3 separate regions of the Sus scrofa genome follow, and regions 1 and 2 are each linked to region 3. Evidence: chromatin contacts called from public Hi-C data. All regions are on one chromosome and are shown on one strand. Each heading gives the region's core, a stretch centred on a gene start, on an enhancer-like site or on the middle of the called end of the contact. The rest is flanking DNA. Distances are from core to core; before and after follow the strand shown. Region 1 overlaps LOC102158082 (a long non-coding RNA gene). Region 2 overlaps LOC102158082 (a long non-coding RNA gene). Region 3 has its middle 390 kb from the start of CPEB2.

Region 1 (3,685 bases), core at 1,069-3,568, 140 kb after region 3:
CATCCGTCTGTCCCTTTGCAACAACATAACCTATTAGCCATTGACTCTACTGCATACTGTCTTATGAGTCAAGGCATTCTGATTGCCACTCTGACTTCGTTGTGCATATGGTAATTATGCTCAAATTGCTTCATTTGTTCAGTGCTAACACTTGGCCTTTTTTTTTTTTTTCAGAAAACCATCATTCCATTTGATACTAGAGAACGCAGGTCCATGACAGAGTCCCTTATGGTCAACAGAGGCTTATGAGAGGAATGTTCTGACCTACACATTTGAAAACATACTCATAACACTAGATTTTCTTAAACATTTCATGGAGTTGAAATACCAAATGTGTATAGACTTCTTAACACATACACACAAATGTTACTTTAGAATAATTAATTTAGTAACTGGATTTTTCCAAACATTTCTGTAATTTTGAGCCCAGACACTCTCAGTCTTGTACATGGTGTGCAAGGGGGGCTTCATAGCTTAAAAGATCGGTATCAAGGTCTTTGTCCTCAATGGAATGCTACTCCCTCATTTACTCACCCAAGTCATCAAGCTAATCTTGTGATTGTATTTTGCACTTGGGGGACTCGTAAGATCAGAAAATGCCTTTTCCTGCTCATCTATAGACCTTTGAACTTGATGAGCTCCAGCATTCTTTTCATGCCCAGCCTATGCCTTATTGAAATTATAGCCAACTGAAGGTTGGATCTCCCTCGTGGCTTTACCTATTTGCTTACAACATCAAAGGCCGGTCACTGACATCTTCCATCAGAAATGATAGACTTTCTCCACAACTGACATATTGGATTAGTGGTAATTCCAATTCTCATTAATTATCACTTGCTCATCAAAGCAGGTTCCTATGTGGTCATGTTCATATATGTACATGTGGGTAACATACACATACATATATATACACAATTCAATTATTGATTCTTTGATTCTTTTGTGAATTCTTATATTTTTAAAGTATGGATTTTATATGAATTCTTTCCTCTTTCTCCTTTCCCTCTTCCTCTATTCTTTCCTTTCTTTCTTCTTAGCACTTACCCAAATAAACACCAAATAAAGAATTCTTGACTAATTGATATATTGGACAATTTATAATGAAGATCAAGATTTTTAAAAAAATCCCTTTAAAAAAACTCACAACTGAACATTTAAACACCCAAGAGTAATTCTGTAACTCCAGTTGTCACTAGAATTCCCACTCAACAGCCTCATACCATTTATAATCAGGAAAACTCTTTTACATAAAGCTGATTCTGTTAAATGGTTAATGGAACAAAAATTACAGTCTCTGTGAAAACTTTAACTTAGAATCCCCAGATCTGAGGATAATTAAAATCACAGCATGAGTGCTGCAGGAATAACTATTTGAATTTAATTTACTATTGTGCACAATATAAGGGCTGATTACTTTCCCCCCCAGCATTTTGGACTTTGATATAATCTCTTTTTTGTGAGTTAAATTTACTTAAGTGTCAATATTTTGTAATTCAAAGTGTAAATTAACTTTATGTGTTTTTTCCCTAATAAAAGCAACATTCAACAAAATTAGAATTGTTCTCTTATTTTGCTTCTATCAGACACTTTGGACTCAAGCTTTATTTTAGAAACATATATTTGTCAGCATCAGGAAACCCATGGTGTTCATGGACCAAGGGCCTTAATTATCGTGTGGATCCATCACAACACTGGTTTTACTCCTGGACTCCTTCTCTTTTTTAACCTGAGAAGGCAATGCAGTATAATCTGAAGAACACAGGGTCTTGAGAACATCTGGTATGGAACCCAGCTCTCCACTGGACAATGAATGCTTACTATGTGGCAAGTACTATTCTAAGAACTTGGCAAATATCATCTCACTTAATATTATAAAAACTTCTCACCTCCCCATTTTGAAATAAGGAAAATGAGTTCTTAAATAGATCAAATAACATGCTTGGGATCACACAGCTAAAGAGTAAAACCTTGATCTCAATTCATTCAACATAATTCCAGTTTCACTGCTCTTAATCCATACACATTGTATGCTGTAAACTGGCACCATTATCAGGACACAGGCTGGGAGAGCTGACACAGGGACCACACACCTGACGGAAGCCCATTGTCTATGGATCATTATAGTCTTGGTCTCTAAACTTGTCGTCTTTCTGACCTCAGAACCACCTAATACTAGAACATCAGCACTTTAAATTGACACAGTCTCACACAATCTTGCAAAATGAATGCCAAACCAGCCTCCAGGGGCAGTCTGTTTGCCAGGGTCACTCTTGAAAACTTGGCAGGCTAAGTGTCCCAGGGCAGCTCTTTACGCAAAAGTTCTAGAGCTTCTCATGGCATTTGGTTGACCTCACATGATGTACAAAGAGTCAGGGAATGCCCCTGAGGGACAGCGCAACCAGACCTGGAGGTAAGGGATCCAAAAGTTTAGCAATCCCCGATTCTCAGGATAAAGAAGGGGCCCCTCTTGCCTATGTCTGAGGACAATACTGTTAACAGTCCCATGTCTAGCCACATGGAGGAGGTTGATATGAGAGTAGAGGAGAGTGACAAAAGACCCTCTTGGCAACATTCACATTCCCAGAGGCAAGATCATCTCCTTGTTCTGCACTGCATAAAACATCTTGGTGTCCTTCCAATAAGCTTACCTATTTTTGCTTTAGACAATTTTGAAATGAGTACCTCTCTCTTGAAATGGAAAGAATTCTGAAGATTTCACCAATGAACAATCTTATGCTGGTGATTTTTCCTGGGTCTGGCTTTGTCCAAAAATTCAGGAGGCTGAAGCCAATCAGGTTGAGAGGGTGAAACCATGAGTTAGGATACTGAGAACAGGTTCCCATCTGCCACTTTCTGATTGCATGACTGTTAGCAAATTATTTTATTTTTTTACTCGGTTGACTCACCCTATTTAAAATTGCAAACACACACATACACACTCAAATACACACACCAGCACTCCCTATCTTCCTTTCTTATTTTATTTTCCCTATAGTACTTTTCATTTTCAATGCACTAAATAATTTACTTATTCATTTTGTTAATTGCCCTTCTTGCTAAAATACAAGCTCTATACAGATGCAGCTGGATCTCCATAGTTTAGAATGGAATTCAATCCATAAGAATTCAATACATATTTGTGACAGTTGTTGCCGAACATATTATGTGAGTTGATTAGGCCATATCAGTAGTTACCCTCTTGAGATCCTACAAACACTATGAATTCATGATGACAGTATTAGGAAGGCCTCAGGCTAATTTGAAGATTACTAAATGCAAAATGGAGATAATACTTTTCAATCATCATGATGCTCCTGTGATAACACATCTACCATCTCATTAAGCAAGAGTATTTAATGCTGCTTAAAAGTGCTATTTATAATCACTTTTCACTATTTCCATAAATTATCTATGTTTCTTGTTTAGTAAAAATGATAATGCCATTAGTATGACCCAAAGTGCAGTTTCCTGAGTGAATAAAACAAGAGCGACAATAGAAGAAAAATATCTTAAAAGAATTATTGACTTGTGACTTTTCTCAAGTTATTTAATCTTCTCAAACCAAATTCCACTATGTTAAAAAAAGTTTATGGCATAAGATAGCACACAAATATATAGCCTAATGTGTCCTCAGCAAGTAACAAAGTTTTAGGTCTTTATTTCCTTTACATGGTGGAGGATATCC
Region 2 (3,902 bases), core at 441-2,940, 220 kb after region 3:
GCCTTGCTATCAGATGCCCTGTGTTGACTCTGGGCTGATCACAGTCCCCGGCAGCACGGGAGCCATGGGCCCCTTCGTGCTGTTTGGAGTCAGAATCAAACCAGTTATGTTTGTTTTACCTGCATGCCCTCATGTGACAGTAGTTTCTGTTTGACCAGGTGTGCGGAAAGGACATAGGACTGGAAGTGAGCCGACCTGGCACCCTGTTTGTCACTGGCTCCAGGCATGACCTTGGGCAAGTTATTCCCCCATCTCCAGCTGTGTAAAATGTGGTGCCTGAGATCGACATCACTTTGTGGCTCAAATTTTTCATATTGAATAAGATTGATTACTGCAGAAATCGTTAAGGAACCCTAAGATGACACACCAGTCGGCTGGCTGTCCTTGCATTTTAGTCACACCAGATCGCACCAAATCAAGAATCAGGGATGTATTATTTGAATCTGACATAAAATATCCATAACTAGAATTCAGGTAGGCATTCCACCCATGAAGATGCAGGCTCAATCCCTGGCCTCACTTTGTGGAATCTGGCATTGCCGCAAGCTGTGGCGTAGGTGGCAGACCCAGCTTGGATCTGGTGTTGCTATGGCTGGGGTGTAGGCCGGAAGATACAACTCCAATTCAACCCCTAGCCCAGGAAATTCCACATGCCACAGGTGCGGCCCTAAAAATCAATAAGTAAATAAATAAGACCAAAAAAAAAAAAAAATAATAAAGTTCCCACTGTGGCACAACAAGATTGGTGGCACCTCTGGAGCACTGGGACACAGGTTTGATCCCCAGCCCCACAGAGTGGGTTAAGGAGTTGGCATTGCCGCAGCTGTGGCATAGGTCACAACTGCATCTCAGATCTGATCTCTGACCCGGGAACTTCATATGCCGCAGGGCAGCCAAAAAAGAAAAAAAAAAAAAAAAAAAGCAGTGGTATCCTTCTCAGGGTTGTTGGGGAGAATCAGTTAATTCTCATCAAGTTCTTTAAACAGCACCTGCACAGATGAAGCCCTGGGTGGACATCAGCCATTACGGTGGTGACACAGACGTACTGGGTGACAAAGGAGAAAGGAGAAATGGCACCTATGTGGTTCAGTCGGGGTTGGGGGATGGAAGAAGTGAAGGGCTCCCCATCAAACTGAGGTCCAGAGGGTGAGGCAGAGTCAGAAAGGTGGAGGATGGGGTGACAAGTCCCCCGGGCAGCGGGAATCCGCTACATGAAGCCCTTCAGACAAGGGCGAAGGGGGTTTGGGGGGAACCAAGAAGTGGGCTGACAGGAGAGGCTGGGAGAAAAGCCCAAATCTGATCCTCAAGGCCTTCCTGCCACCCTCTCCCACTCTGGAACTACAGACGTCTAGCCCATCGTCGCCCACTTTATTTGCTCAGCCATGTGGAAAGGGCTGGGGGCGTTCCATCCCTGCCTTGGGGGCCATGTCAGCACTAGGGGTTGGAGTTTGGTCAAGCGGGACTATTGCCAGAAGCTGTCAGGGACAGAAGAATTCAAGGGTGAGGGCTGGCTGTGTGCAGTCAGGCTCGACCAGGGAAGCCAAGGGCCACTGCAAAGTCAAAAGAGCTGGAGCAGCTGGAGCTGAAAACAAAGCCAAGAAAGCCAGAGGTCAGCCCAGTGGACACTGGAAGAAACAGAGAGATCACGGTGAGGAAGAAGAAGGGATAGGGTTCCAGAAAAATGCCCAGAGAAGGCTGCAAAGCCAGCAGCCTGTGTGGACAGGCCTGATCACGTGGTATGCGGGCGGACCCGCCCGGCTTGACTGCCCAGTGCCTGGATGGGTGCCAGGCACTCTTAGCCATTAACAAGGTTGAGAAATGAGGAGCAGTCCCAGCCAAGTGAGCTCTGTACAGACTCACATCTGCGCTCAGACATGGCCCTCCGTTGCCCTGGTGGGGGTGAGGGGTGTTCATGGGAACATGTCACCATCATCACCCCAGTGGGTCTAGGAGGAAAGGGTCAGAAGCCACATAGCTTTCAACAGCCTTGGCTCTAATGCCAGAAGGTCTGCGATCACCACCGCACCTCCAACAGGTGCATGTAAGTGTGGATAATAACAATGGAGCTTCGCATTATTTTTTTATGAGGATGACGTGAATCCATGTGGGCAAAGTATTTAAAACAGTGCTTGAAACAGAGTAAGTACTCTATGTTATTAATTAATTTGGTTCCACTTTAGTTATTCATTTAAAAAAATGTATCTAAGCCCATAGTCCAGGCTCCATGTTGGCTGCTCAGAATATCAAGAAAACTAAGGTATGGTCCCCGCCCTCAAAGAGCTCACAGTCTGATGAGTAGCCAGAAGAGAAAGGGATGAGTTCTAGCAGAGGCAGTGGTGCCAGGGGAGGGGGTGGGGGCCAGATGAGCCTGAGGAAGGGAAATAGGTTGGGGACAGAAAGACAGCTGGTAAATGCAGACTTATGTGTCCTGGTTACTCACACTTCTGACAATGGCCCAGGGAGAGAAGAGAAACAGATGCCAAGAACCATGAAGATAAAATGGTGACAGTGCCCTGAGAAGGTGCGGACCTGCCTTATCATCAGCCCCTTGGCCACCTCTTAGACACTGTCCTCCATTATTTAAGGATGCTAACGCATGGCGCTTTTGTGGCGCGGAATAAATACGTGTTTCAGAAAATACCAACAAGTTGCGACCAAGTCTCCTTTTCTCCCTGATATTCAGGCTTCTGGGTTTTTATTGCTCCCCATCAATTTATAATTCAATAAAAATAATTATGAAAGGCAATAGATTTGTCCTATGTAAAAAGAAGGCATCAGTGAGTTTCGGATGCATTTGGGGCTTTTATTTCTACTTGAAATTTCATGTTTTGAAAAGTAAATATATGAAGGGTTAGGACAATGATAATTCTTAGTGGTTCCATCATCCAAACATTTAAAATAAGAAAAAGGTCTCTGCCTACAAAGTGAAATTAGAATGGAAGTAGTTACAAGGATAATTCAAGGGTCCCTAATATCATTTTTCATTTTCTCCACGGTTTTGGTAACTTACAATTTAATCAAAATCACATCTTGACAGATGGATCCACTTTCCACAGTTTCCATTTGCTTCCAGGAAGACATCTGAGTGCAAATGTGTGTGTGTGTGTGTGTATATGTATATGTGTGTGTGTGTGTATGTGTGTATATATGTATATGTGTGTATATATGTATGTATGTGTGTGTATATATGTATAAGTGTGTGTGTATATGCGTGTGTGTATGTATATATATGTGTGTGTATATAATATGTGTGTGTGTATATATATATATATATATATATATATATATGTATGTATTTTTTTTTCCCTGACTGGAATACACCAGAGTAGTGTGAGGTCAAACTACTCTTTTAATCTGATTTTAAAACCATATGTGCTTTTGGTAGAAAAATGTGAAAATATAGAGAAACTTAAAGAAGAAAAACAACCCAGAATTCCATTTCCTTGTGGCGCAGTTAACTGAAGTATTTCCTCTCCAGTGTCTTATTTTTACGCATATTTTGTTGTTGGTCTTTTTGTTTCTTTTAAATCATTAAGACTTTTGTTTCTTTTAAATCATTAAGACTATGAGTAAGCCAGGGATTGAACCCTGAGCCACAGCAGTGACAATGCCAAATCCTTAACCACTTGGCCACCAGGGAGCTCCTAAGACTACGGTGTTTACCCACATTCATAGTTAACTTTTTCGCTGTAAGCGTTATTGAGGATGTTCCCACACATTGTCCCCACCCGCCTGATGATGGCCCTACGTAATTTTCTCTGAAGGGCAATTCAGGTAATTTTTTGTTTTGCTTTTTGTCTTTTTTTATGAACCAAACAGAAATGTAAAGGTAAGGAAAATTATGCTTTAAGCTTTACTCAGAAGGACAAGGCTTTTCTAAGGTGAGGACAGCTTGAAGCCTT
Region 3 (4,000 bases), core at 569-3,068:
GTAGAATTAGAAGAAGCATTTTCCTCCCTTGAAATATATCCATCCTCTCTGCTTTCAGGGCTCAGCAGAGGGAACCTCACCCCTAGGGTCTTCCCCCCCCCCCCCCCCAAGCTGCATTCCAGGGGTGGGGGTAGGGTGGAGAGGAGGATGTTCTATGCCAAGTGGGGGAACAGGGACAGGGAGACAGATGGGCACCCTTCCCCTTTGGCTTGATCCTTCTCCCCTGTGACCTGGCCTTGCCCCGACCCTGGGGGGTTGGCAGGTAGGACTCATACAACCGTGAGTGAGACTTGCCTCTTGCAGATAGCCTTGCAAGCAAGACTGAGGTCTAAGGTTATATCCTGTTGCGATGGGGAGCCATTGGGGGCTTTGCAATAAGTGTGGTCCAATTTAATTCTGAAAAGATGACCCTAGAAACTCCCTAGAGAAAAAATGGATCTGGCAGCAGGGAGTCTAGTTAGGTGGCTGTGGTGACATTCCAGAGGAGATATGACAAGATCTCAACCAGGGCAGGGGCAGAAGAGATGGAGAGGTAGGGAAGATTAAAGGAGCATCCATCTGGGAGGATTCCGCAACTTCAATCACTCAATTTATATTGGTTATTTACTGTGTACTGGGCAGGCTAGGTAGGAAAATTCCCAGCCCTGCCTTCAAGTAGCTCAGTTATTTTAGAGAGTCATAAAGGTTGTCAGATATTTTCTCATCTGTGAAATGAGAAGAAATGCACTTTATTTGCAAATGTTTTAGGAGAATCAAAGGAATATTATCTATAAAATACACAAATTAAATTACTATTTATGTATAGATGTTCTTAAAAACAATAATAGTGCCAGGCATTATTTGCATTTTTTAATTCATTTCATCCTCACAATAGCCATTCGAGGTAGGTTCTAGTATTAGCTCAATTTTGTAGGAAATAAAAACATTTTATAGGAGATAAAAACTGTAACGGCTGTTACGATATTACATCAGCTACCCTGTCTAATTACCATTAGAAAATCGTTGTACTCTCAGGATATAGTATTAGATAGTGGATGAGAAGAACAGCGCTAAAACCACAATGCATACTAGTTGGTATTTTCCTAAATGTGGGTAGTGTGTGCGCCTGAATATAGGTGAACAGGTTTGGGTCAATAGACTTTTTGCTCTGCCTTGATCCAATCCATTTAATCCAACTTGCTGAACAAAGTAGGTGGTTGGATATATGAAAGTGTGAATGGATGATAGGATGATGGATGACTAAAGAGATCCATCTCAACACTTGACTTTGAAGGCGAACCCACTTGAATCCATATAGTGCATGTGCGATAGCCCTTAAAGAGAAACAAAAACTCTCACGAGGGTGTGAAGATGCCCACCAGTATCCAGACAGATTTCCTGTATGACTCCATCGTCATCATGTGGTATTCTTTCCTTTGAAATGAGTGTTTCATGCAGCCTCTAGATTTTAAACTTGGCTCTCCTGCTTAGACCGTCATGTTCCTCACTCAAAACTTTGCAACCAAGCCCTGATCTCACAGCCAGTGCCCTAGCCCATCTAAGCAATTTCCTGGAGAAGGGGAACTCATGCTGGCAATAACTAGAAAGATGGCTGGAAGGACATTTTAGCAAATGGACCTTGTGAATTATTAGATTGGTGACGACTGTTAGACCCAAAAATGCATCCCTTGTTCCTCAACACTATTTTATTTTTGTTTCCACTTTCTACAGCTTGTCTTGGCAGAGTGATTTTTTAACAGATTAACTCTAATTGACTGTCTTGTTTATTTTAAGGCATTGCCACATCCATGCCCAGAGCAAAAATTACATAATGGTTCACCAGGGTAACTGGGAGTTCAGCAATTAATGACACAAGCAGTAAGTCATGAGATTTTCCATTCTCCATAGGGTTGCCTGTTTGTACAACTTTGACCTTGGAAGCTTTTTATGGGATACCAGATTTCATATTTCATGTGTGCCTGCCCTCAAAATTAACTAATGTGCTTTTTTTTTTTTTTCCTCAGCTATAGGGGATTCTGTTCTGTTTTGTTTGGATTCAAACTGTCTCTTCTTTAAGGGTTATTTTGATTTCATACGCCCATCATCTGGTCCTTTTGTTCTTTTTAAACATTTTTATTTTTATTTTTTTTTAAGAACTAGCCAGATTGTCTCCAGTTCTATCATGGAGACAACTGCTTATGAGTGGGAATCAGACCGTGGATCAAGGGAAGGCCACAGCTTTTCAGAAGACTGAAGGACCTAGCTTGGCTCGTGAGACCCTCTATATTCCAAGCTCAATTGAATTTATCTGCTTTATATGTATTCTATCTTAAAATAAGATTTAATCTATCGGAGAGGTTCTGTGGTACAGTTGAAAGTCTCTCAACTTTGTTAAGAAAAAAGTAGAAACTTATGAAAATAACCCCCAGCTTATTCATTTTAATGTATCTTTTCTTCTTTCTTTCTCCCTTTTTTCTTGTCTTTCTTTCTCCTTTCCTTTCTTTTCTTAAATACATATTTACACCATGTGCTTGCAATGGTCTAGGCCCCGTGTTTGCATAAGGAAGAAAACGACACAGTCCTCATGGATTCTGTGAGATGTTAACAGCCCTGTTGGGGTTCAAACCTATCCAGAAATAGCAGGTAATTTTCTCTGTGAATGCTGAAATCTTCTAAATAGGTATGAATGAGAGCAGAAGAGCTGAGAGGAAGTGTTCCTGGCAGCGACAGCAAAGACTGGGATAGACGGTGTGGCTGGGGTACCGAGGCTGAGGGAAGATAGTGACCGACAGGTCCTGAGAGGTGGGAATCAAGTGCGTAAGTCACACAAAGGGGACGGGAGGGGTGTGTCTGAAATGGCCAGTTTGATATTTTGAAAATAGCATTCCGGCTACAGAGCAAAGAGTAGGCTGGAGAACGGCACAAGTATACGTGAATAGACCATTTAAGAGAATGAGGCTAAGATTCTGATAGCTTCTACTTGGATAAGGTGATGGAGATGGAATGAAACAGACCGATTCAGCACAAAGTTAGAAGGAAAATTCTGTCTCTAAATTCCTCCTCCAGGCTAGCTTCTGTTCTTCTGGAAGGCCTCTCCCATTTGTCAAGATAAACATTGTATGCTTACATTTGTATCATCTTGCCCAAGCTTATGACGGGGTTGGTCTTTATAAAGATTTCCATTTTGTGTGTTTATTTTTAAGAAGGCGACAAGTGAACAGTGGTAAATGAAGCCATTGCCCCTGGCCTTTATGTATCCAGCTGGGTGGTGTGATTGTGTTCCGTCAATATTGAAGAAATCATTCTTGAGAAGCATCTAAGGTCAGACCTTGGGAAGTTTAGACATGAATAAGCCACTATCTGTATTTGTCCCTGAGGAATGCCTAGATTAGCGGAGAAGGACAAGTAAATAGATAATCCCAATCTGTACTGACAGACTATGATGACATGATGCGAACAGTGATCAAAAGTATCTACCAGAGCAGCAAAGGTCCCGGAGAGGAACTGGAAAATCCTGACGATAAGAAAGACTACTACGGTGACAGGTCACACACAAAGACAAAGCAGCAGCTTCCTACTAAATCTAAACGTGTCATTGCCCTGCAAAGCATGGGTGAGTGGGCTGAATATCACAAGAGAAATTAAAGCAGCTCAAAATTCCCTGGAGGCATCAGGCTTTGAGCATGCCCTCATCTTCCTCCTTTCATAGAGAAAATTGTTCCTTAATTATCCTAAAGGCCTACTTCTAAAAATATGTAATCACTTAAAATTTTTTTTTCTTTTTTTTTTTTTTTAATTATAAGGGTTGGATGCTCCTGGCATTTGCACCAGGACTGAAGAAAGGGAAAGACTGGAATGTGATGCAGTGACAACCAGTGCTGCTGCCAATCCCATGTGGTGTGGGAGGCATGGAAGTGGGGGCTTGAAATTGCAATGGACCTACAAAATTTTTCTGAATTTTGATAAGGGGGCAGAGCCTTTATAGCCTAGCTTTGGAGCAGTCATTCGACAAATGATGTGT

What was found. A called contact is a pair of places that touch in the nucleus more often than the background predicts.
Region 1: a Hi-C map of liver shows a contact between it and region 3, with 5 times the contacts expected there. The contact joins two enhancer-like sites. A contact is called at or near these places in 3 of 47 Hi-C or Micro-C datasets (liver and skeletal muscle).
Region 2: a Hi-C map of liver shows a contact between it and region 3, with 3 times the contacts expected there. The contact joins two enhancer-like sites. A contact is called at or near these places in 5 of 47 Hi-C or Micro-C datasets (liver and skeletal muscle).

The regions. Positions count from the first base shown.
Region 1 is chr8:10,149,678-10,153,362 of Sscrofa11.1, forward strand. The region is part of intron 4 of LOC102158082 (a long non-coding RNA gene); the gene reads right to left. Among named protein-coding and RNA genes, the nearest start is that of CPEB2, 250 kb to the right of the region's middle. Within about 2 kb of position 2,319, at least 1 of the 83 cell types and tissues checked has an H3K27ac peak or open chromatin away from gene starts, as enhancers often do. A contact at or near this core is called in liver, where this site is marked.
Region 2 is chr8:10,226,546-10,230,447 of Sscrofa11.1, forward strand. The region is part of intron 4 of LOC102158082 (a long non-coding RNA gene); the gene reads right to left. Among named protein-coding and RNA genes, the nearest start is that of CPEB2, 180 kb to the right of the region's middle. Within about 2 kb of position 1,691, at least 15 of the 83 cell types and tissues checked have an H3K27ac peak or open chromatin away from gene starts, as enhancers often do. A contact at or near this core is called in liver, where this site is marked.
Region 3 is chr8:10,010,398-10,014,397 of Sscrofa11.1, forward strand. No RefSeq gene overlaps it. Among named protein-coding and RNA genes, the nearest start is that of CPEB2, 390 kb to the right of the region's middle. Within about 2 kb of position 1,819, at least 2 of the 83 cell types and tissues checked have an H3K27ac peak or open chromatin away from gene starts, as enhancers often do. A contact at or near this core is called in liver, where this site is marked.